2 separate regions of the Triticum aestivum genome follow, and region 2 is linked to region 1. A link is a contact called in public Hi-C data. All regions are on one chromosome and are shown on one strand. Each heading gives the region's core, a stretch centred on a gene start, on an enhancer-like site or on the middle of the called end of the contact. The rest is flanking DNA. Distances are from core to core; before and after follow the strand shown. Region 1 holds the start of LOC123157389. Region 2 holds the start of LOC123162120 (cyclin-dependent kinase inhibitor 1).

Region 1 (4,267 bases), core at 875-3,374:
GTGGAGCATGCACGATCTCCTTTGTCCCACTCTTTGTTGACCGATCCAATCTCAAACGATGAAAGGTAACCGCACTAGATGCTCGTACGTGCTTTCTTTTTTTTCCACAAAAGTAGCTAATCGTTGGTGAGGCTGTAACTGTGCGTCCTATATTATGGAATTGCATGCAGAATTTAATACGCCCAAGATTTTGGGAAGCAGGGAGTACAAAATAGTGTCAGTGCTGGAGTAGGCTAAATACAATATGATCATTGACTAAAACAACAAGGAACAAAGTTACTTACTCCCTCCGACCGGAAATACTTGTCGAAGAAATGGATGTATATATACATTTCTCCGACAAGTATTTCCGGGCGGAGGGAGTATTATTTTCTTCATTTGAACAATAGAGTTGTTAATGCTTACTATACAACATGGTATTTGTGGAGTACAACAACCAAGAAAAAAAGATGTACCTTTGCCAGCTCACTAATAACACCACATGCCAATGTTGCTGCTTTCTCAGAGAGATACCTGGAAGAAGAAAAGAATCAGTATAGTGCCATTAGGTGTAAATAGGAACCTAAGGGTGCAGACTGCAGAAGACCCCATATGCAAGTTTACACCATAGCCCTTCAAGTATAAGATAAGTAGATAACTGAAGCACGATGCAAGGAACTCCATTGCTAGTGACCTAGTGTTACAATGGTACTCACTCAAGTGTCATTTTAGGTGAAATACCCTGCTGAATGAAGCCTATAGCTCTACCAGCAACAGATGATGCTGATGAAGACCCTCTACCTCCAGCAACATCTGATTTGATGCACTTAATTTGCTAATGCTATTCAATAAAATTACTCTGAGGTCTCTGCACAAACTACATAAATGACTACCAAGCTTGCAGATGCACAAACTGTGTTCAGGCAACAAAACTCTGGATGGATGTACCAAACATTCTTAACATATTGAAGCAATCCATATGTTATTTTAGCTCCTTTTGCTAGTTCAACATACTAGTAGTTTCAGAAGGTTCAATATTCTTGTGTTTCATTTTACTTACTACTAAAATTGATACCTTCAATTTTTCGCATCCTCAATTGCACAAAAATCCAAGTACCACAATGCAAAACCTTCCATTATCCTCCAATAAATATAGCTTTACCAAATCTCAAAGCCTAACCAAACCCCAAACACACAAGATCGCTAAGACGCTAACCGCTCGCATGCTGCAGGTACGTAGGTATATTTACCAAAAAGCGCACAAAGCGACAAGATAAACCATGCAAAATATAGAAGAGTATAAATTGCACAGTTACAGAGATTCTCAAACTAAGAGAACTAGTAACATGCAGTGATGAATCGAGTGACCGATCGAACACTGCCCATCAACTAATCGAACTCCAGAGAAATTTTCATAACAAGCTAAACCTGAAGGATAAAGCCTCGTCCCCAATGATTCGGGTAGACACAAAATGAGCGACCAATCTCAAATCAAGCCTAACCGCAGCTACGAAATCAATGACCAATCCCAGAATCTCTAAAATTAAACCTAACCGCAGCTACAGCATCAGTGACCAATCTCAGAATCTCTAAAATTAAACTTAACCGCAGCTATGATTCCACTCCATGAGGCCGCAGAGCTACAGGCGGCCACTTCTACGAGCCCAGACGAGCAACAGATCTCCCGAATCAAGCAGCTAGCACAAGCGACAAGTAGCAGGGAGCGAGAGCGGGAGGATGGGGGAAGCAGCGCCACTCACAGCGATACGAGGTCGGGGTGGCAGACGAGGCAGCGCCAGCCGAGCGAGGCGTAGAGCTCGACGAACGGCCGCAGCTGCGCCTCGTCGCTCCACACCCACGCGAACACGACCACGACGCCCCTCGCCCCCGACGGCGGCGCTGGCGCCCAGTAGAAGCGGCCGCCGCAGCCGGGCCACATGGCCACCAGCCGCCGCGCCTCCCGCCCTACCTCGCCGGACGGACCTAGGCGGCGAATCGAGGCGGCGGCAGGTGGGGGAGGGAGGGTTTGCGCTGCTGTCTCGCTCGGAAGGGGGACTAGCGGAGACGGGACGGGAAGAGAAGATGGAGATGGAGATGGAGATCGGAAGGGAGGAGATGGGTCGCTTTGGCGTTTGGTTCGTCGCGGATTTGTTTATTTCTTTCTTTTTTGCGTTTCCGTGAACTTCTGCGCCTCCTTTTTTGCGGTTTCTGCACGAGTACGGGATTGGGTTTCTCGTCAGCGGGTTTGTTAAAGAAATGATTTTCGTGGTGATGGGTCAAAGCTATCCTACGCGGCTCGTATGATAAAGATGAGGAATGCGTACGTACCCCGTGCACGTATAGAAATACAATTCAATAATGTTTCATGTAGGAAGGCCTGTTGATTCTAAAAAAAAAAGTAAATAGTAGGGGGGCCTGTTTGAATGGAACCATGGGGGCTATATTTTCGGAGATTTTTCGTATCTAGCTTTTCCTTTGAAGATACTAGCACATATGTCTGTGCGTTGCAACGAAAGAAAATGATGAACACGAACATGAATCGATCAACCACATGCCTTGCATGAGCCAAGGCCACTAACCATCCTCGACTTTGATGGCGTGAAACTTACAGTTTTTATTATTCAAAAACTTACAGTTACTCTATTATGTGTAACCAACAGGCTACTCACATAACATGAAAAGAACAAATTTTGAGTCAAATTAAGGGCTGATCATCTAGGCATGGATGAGAACCCAGGTAAATATTCTTGTCTAATTGGTAGAGGATCTGCTTGTAGTTGAAGAAAATGGGCGAGTGGGCCCTGGAGGTGCCGATGATCAGGGACGGAGCCACGAAGCATACTAAAGAGGGACCAATGGAAAAGATAAAATGTTAAGAGGGACAAACATACAAATTTAGAACACTTTAAGCTAACAATCTAAGGGTCTCTTTGATTCAAAGGATTTCCGTAGGATCTTTGAAGGATTAGAATCTTTAGGAATTTTTCCTACGTCGATCGTTTGATTCGTAGGATTGAGTCCTGTAGGATTTTTTTCCTAAGGATTCATTTGTACTACATTTCACAGGAATTCTAACATCCACTCCAACCTCTTGGAAGAAATCCTTTGTTTTTCCCATGGAACAATCAAACAAACTCAAATCCTATAGGGATCCGCTGGACATGCCATTCCAATCCTACGTGTTTCCTATTCCTGTGTTTTTGCAGTCCTATGAATCAAAGAGGCCCTAAGGTTGTTTCAGAAAATAGATTGCCATGTGGCAGCCATGGCCCTAGCTCGCCCCCACTGGCTTCGTCACTGCCAATGATCCGCTCGTACGTGGCCTTCCGTAAGTCGGTGTGGCCCGTCCTTTGAGGCAGGACGCTATAACTAATCCACACAGCCACTCCTGGTTCACCGCCGCTTCTACTTTGCTCGTCGACGCAACGCTCGACCATGGCGCTCATGTCATTCCTGTTGGCGCAACTTCGACCTTGACTCACGGCTTACTGGGGGTGCTTTCCAGCGAAGTACACACACGTGTATGAAGCTAGGCTAAGTAGGCCGCCGGATCGTTTATTATAGAAAATGACAAATTCGAAGCGCATACTCATGCCAGATCGTACAACTTTTATGTTGTTTTGTATGGCCGATGCCTATGTTGACAAGAGTTGCTATATTTTGTCATGCAGAAATAGATGGAGTGGTACAAATAACATGCTTGTCATGTAATATTACCTAGATTTGAGTTGTGTGCATTCATGCTTGGCACATATCTAGCTCCTTGTTGTATCGTGTATGGATGCATTCATGACGTAAAGTTTGAAATCCGAGGTCCCTCACACAACAAAATTTGATCTATTTTTGATGTTTCACTTGTGTCACATATAAACCTTTTTCATCACGGAAAGCGCCCCCGTGATGTTTTCCGGCCGTCACCCCATCGTCACCGAAGCGCCGTCATGGCAAATAAAATTTTGACGATACCATTTTTTCGACACACACAATCACATTTCAGGTGACGAGCCAATAATGTCACCGATTGATGTTGTCATTGACGACCCAAAATGTCACCTATATGGCCCAATATGTCGCGTAAGATCATTTTGGCGACGATAATCCGTCACCGGTGATCGGACCGGAGGGTTGACCGGTCAAAGATTCAGACAGGTGGGGCTAGTAGTTGCCGACTTGGTTACTTCCATGTGGGTTTGTCATGAGTTTTATCGTCGACGGTCCTGTCAGTAATATGTTGGCCGTCAGTTTGACCGGACAACGATGCTGATATATGGGCTGGGCCCAGAAGATG
Region 2 (4,267 bases), core at 737-3,236, 140 kb after region 1:
GCCCTATCCCAGACCCGTCCTGCCATCCGCGCATGTGCGTGCCCAAGCACCAGATCCCAAATCATTTCGCCGTAATTACACTTGTTTAGCTGCCGGCCTCACCTAACCTCCTCTTCACGGCACGCCATGGACGGACAGACAAAGCTTCCTCTCTCTCTCTTTCTCCCTTCCCTACAGGACGGAGCGCTGTTTCGCCGCAATGAGAGGATGAACGGGAGAAAGATCGCCGGAGACGGGGAAGAAGACAAGCGTGACTGTACGAAGAACAAAATACTGCGAGAGAAGCGGAAGCTGCAGTAGCAGAAGGTGGCCGGCGGGGGTTCGCTGTTGCAGGTAGGCCTGCAGCACAGCAGCGCAGAGCTGCCGGCCGCTGCTGCGCATTCAATGCCGCCCGCAAGATACGTACCAACTGGAAACGGAAACAGGAGTTACACAACGGCCAAGCCTATTTTCGATCGCCGTGGCCTAGTGAAAGGTAAAAAGAAACAGAAGAAGTTAAAAACCGAATCAAATTTGAACAAGTTGGATCGGGAGGAATAGGACTAGTGCATGCCTAGCTATAGGCCTGCTGTGCATGGGATTATTCTGTTCTTTTTTACTCCTCTTTCTCTTTACTGTTTTCCTTTGGGGGTTGGATCAGCGTCTCTTTTCACTCCCAGCAGGCCTTCCCTTTCTACGCGAGCCGCCGCCACGCTTCCCGTCAATTGCATCATGCTCTGCTCAGGGCGGGCCTCAGACGGTGGCCACTGGCGTCCACTCGAACCGGCCGGCGTTGAGCGGCACGCCGCGCGCGACGTCGAAGTTGTACCTGCGATGAGGCAGCGGCAGCACAATGCTTAGGCACGGGGGCGTCTGTGACGACGATCGAGCGACTGCCAAGACGGGAGTATGTACGTGCGTGCGGATGCGCTCAATTGTAAATTTCCACTTACTTGGCGGCGAAGCGTTCGGCCTGGGCCTTCTCGGCGGCGGCGAAGAACTCGTCGATCTCTGCCGCCGGTGGCATCCTTGCTCTCGCCTCCGAGTCTAAGTGGAATGGCGCTGCTGTCGCCGTCATTGCTGCCGGACACCTCCTGCGTTTGTGCTTCTGCTCGTCCGCCGCCTGGCTCGACTCCAGGTCGCTCAAATCTACCGGCGAACGGCTCGACGGCGTCGCCTCCCTCCTGGATTAGTACAATCCAACAGGTCAAATTCAGAAGCAAAGCCAGGCCCCTCAACTCAAGATCACCTTGTAGAGTAGAAAACAATGGATAATTCAGCAGAATTCCCGTCGGTATATATCGAGAGAGGAGGACTCACCTGTCCCGGTCGCCGCACTCAGAGTCGCTGACGGAGCTCTCCACGTCGCGACTCTCGCACGCCTGCAGGACAAGACATAGGAACCAAACCTCCTAATTCAGCAGCAGAAACGGCCCGATCGACAGCTCGAAGTAGCGGAGAATTCTAGGGCAGTGGACCACTCACCTCTGCTTCGTCGCCGCTCCTCTCTCTAGCCGCCACGTCTGCTGCCGTGGACGCGGTGCTCGAGCAGCGCGAGACCCCGGCGACGACCCCCGCCTCCACGGAAGGCCCGGAATCCGCCAGCCTCGCCGTCGAAGCCTCCTCGTCCGCCCCCTGTCCCCGGAGCCGATCCACCACCGCGGAAGCAGGCATGAACAGCCTCCTGCTCCGGAGATGCAGGTAGCACCCGCCGGCCGCGTCGCCGCCGTCACGGCCCAGCAACGCATCGTCCACCGCGCGCGCTGCCGTGGACGTCGTCGCCTGCTGCTTCCTCCTCTTAGCGTCGAAGGCGGCCGCGCGGGACCGCGTGCGGACGCCGAGGGCCACCGGCGCGCGGTGCTCCACGACGGCCGGCGCCGCCCTGCCGCCGCCCGCGGCCGCGCCCCTGCACTTCCGCATGTACTTCCCCATCCGCGAACGGACGAAAAGAAACAACCCGTCGCTTTGGCCGTTTGCCTCCGCAGGCTTCCGAGAGGGAGAGAGAGCTCCAGCAAATTCGCTCCTCCGGCGTACAAATACCCGGTCCGGTGGGGCCGACCGGATTCGGATCGGACGGCCGAGCGCTCGCTCGGGGGAATTGACGGCGCCGTGACCTGGATCTGGACGGGACGGCGCAGCCGGGCGGCCTGAGGTGACGGTGACGCGGACGGAACGTGATACGGTACTGCTGCTGTAACGGCGCACTACACGGAGTAGTACCCGGGTAGTACCAGCGAGGGGATCGATCGGACGGTTGGGGTTCGGATTTTGAATTTAAAAACTTGGCCCCTCGCGAGGATGGGCTTGTGGCGTGACGGGTGCCGGGCTTAATTGTGCGAGTTTAATGCTGCACCGTTGCAACGTGACGCGCCGGACGGGGGTTACTGGTTACACTCCGAGGCGCACGGCGCATGCATGCGTGGATCACGTTGGTACATTTTCTTGAGATCGGGCTTGCTGAATGCTTCACTGAATGTTCTTTTCTTTCTTCGAAATTCACCACCCTCCCTCTATTTATTCGAAGTAGGCAGGGATCTCTGCCGAAATAATGTGCACAATACAATCCGGAGGTTGTTGCAGGTCCTTCACTGAATGTTCTTATTTAAAAAAAACTGAACATTTTTACTATGCAGTGAACTTTTTTCAAAAAATAACCAGCGAATAAACTTCGTCTTCATGTAACACTGTAAGCTTTTTCGAAAGAAGAAAACACCCACACGATAAGTTGCAAGTGTCGTTTGCGGGTCTCTAGATCACAGTGGGCTTCATCTAGTTTGGTTGAGAAGGCGCGGTGGATCCCAACCCCTTGCCAACGGAATGGCTCATGCTTCATGTTTAGGTGTTTCTTTAGTCTGTTTAGGTTTGATCCTGTTCAAGAGGGCGAGGTGGCGGCGGCTCCCTACAAATAGAATAAAGGTTCTCCTCGCTTAGCCTCCGTCCTGGAGGTGCATCTCACTTCGTCGGAGAGCGTGTGGAGGCCTCTTTCCGATGTATCTCGTACGGTTCGCTTTGAAGGTTAGGTTTGCGGAAAACACTATGTTACAGTTTTGTTGTAGAAAACACCATAGTAATGGTTTTGCAAAAACCACTGATCGGTGGTTATGGCACCGTTAAGTGAGATTATGACATATGGGGCTCCCCAGGATGACGTGACACTAATTTCTCACGCCGTTACATTAAATCGTTTTGCTGGACATGGAGCCCACTTGTCTGTGTAACACTCCTCTCTCCCCTTTAAAAAAACTCATTTCTTCACCATTTCATCGAGCACTTTGCGTGCAGCACACAGACGGCGGACACTAGTGAAAAAACTGCTAGCCATAACTTTCATTGGTGACGCGCCATTTACAACCAACGTCAGCACTATTTTTTTTTCAAATAGTGGTGGCGTTGACTTATTTGGTACGCCATTAGTAGGGGCATAGTGGTGGCATTGGAAAACGGGGTAACATCAGAAGTATATGAGATCAACAATTTGTACCAGGCGTAATATAGTGTTGTCGTGGAATAGTATGGAACGCCAACACTATTATGTTTAGTTGTGGCGTACTGTTGGTTCCGATGCCAGTATTGTTATTTTGTCAATGCCAACATTCTTATATTATTATTTTTATGGTATATTGTTGTTTGGGACTTCAAATATGTAGTTTGGCCTTATAATATTGTAGTTTACTTTTATTAAATTTCTACTATTTTAAATAAAAATAATGACATTTTTTAAAATATGTAAGTACTTTGAGACACTTTAAATTTACTTTTTTTCTTTTTAGTTTAAGACTTGAAATATATAGTTTTGAGCCTTCAAATATGTGACACTTCCTTTTTTTCTTTTTAGTTTTTTATGTGGTGATTTTTTATAGTATATTATAGTTTACTTTTATTCAATTTCTATTATTTTAAATGGAAGTAATGACATTTTTTGAAATATGTAGTTGAGACTTTAAATTTACTTTTCCCTTTTTAGTTCAAGACTTGAAATGTATAGTTTTGAGCCTTCAAATATGTAGTTTGACAGTTCCATTTTTTTTAGTTTTTATATGGTGTTCTTTTTTATAGTATATTATAGTTTACTTTTATTTAATTTAATTTATTTTAAATAGAAATAATGACATTTTTTAATATGTTTTTGAGACTTTAAATTTATTTTCCCCTTTTTAGTTTAAGACTTGAAATATATCGTTTTGAGCCTTCAAATATGTACTTTGACACTTCCAAAAAAATTCTTTCTAGTTTTTTATGTGGTGATATTTTTTATAGTATATTATAGTTCACTTTTATTAAATTTCTA

The links. A called contact is a pair of places that touch in the nucleus more often than the background predicts.
Region 2: a Hi-C map of leaf shows a contact between it and region 1, with 4 times the contacts expected there. The contact joins the promoter of LOC123162120 here to the promoter of LOC123157389 in region 1. A contact is called at or near these places in 2 of 5 Hi-C or Micro-C datasets (both in leaf).

The regions. Positions count from the first base shown.
Region 1 is chr7B:89,317,263-89,321,529 of IWGSC CS RefSeq v2.1, forward strand. LOC123157389 reads right to left here and starts at 2,125. Exons shown (of 7, transcript XM_044575666.1): 1 at 1,740-2,125; 2 at 456-513. The coding sequence starts at 1,918.
Region 2 is chr7B:89,453,771-89,458,037 of IWGSC CS RefSeq v2.1, forward strand. It overlaps LOC123162120 (cyclin-dependent kinase inhibitor 1), which reads right to left and starts at 1,987. Exons shown (of 4, transcript XM_044579916.1): 1 at 1,465-1,987; 2 at 1,300-1,361; 3 at 933-1,163; 4 at 429-808. The coding sequence starts at 1,911. The coding sequence ends at 733.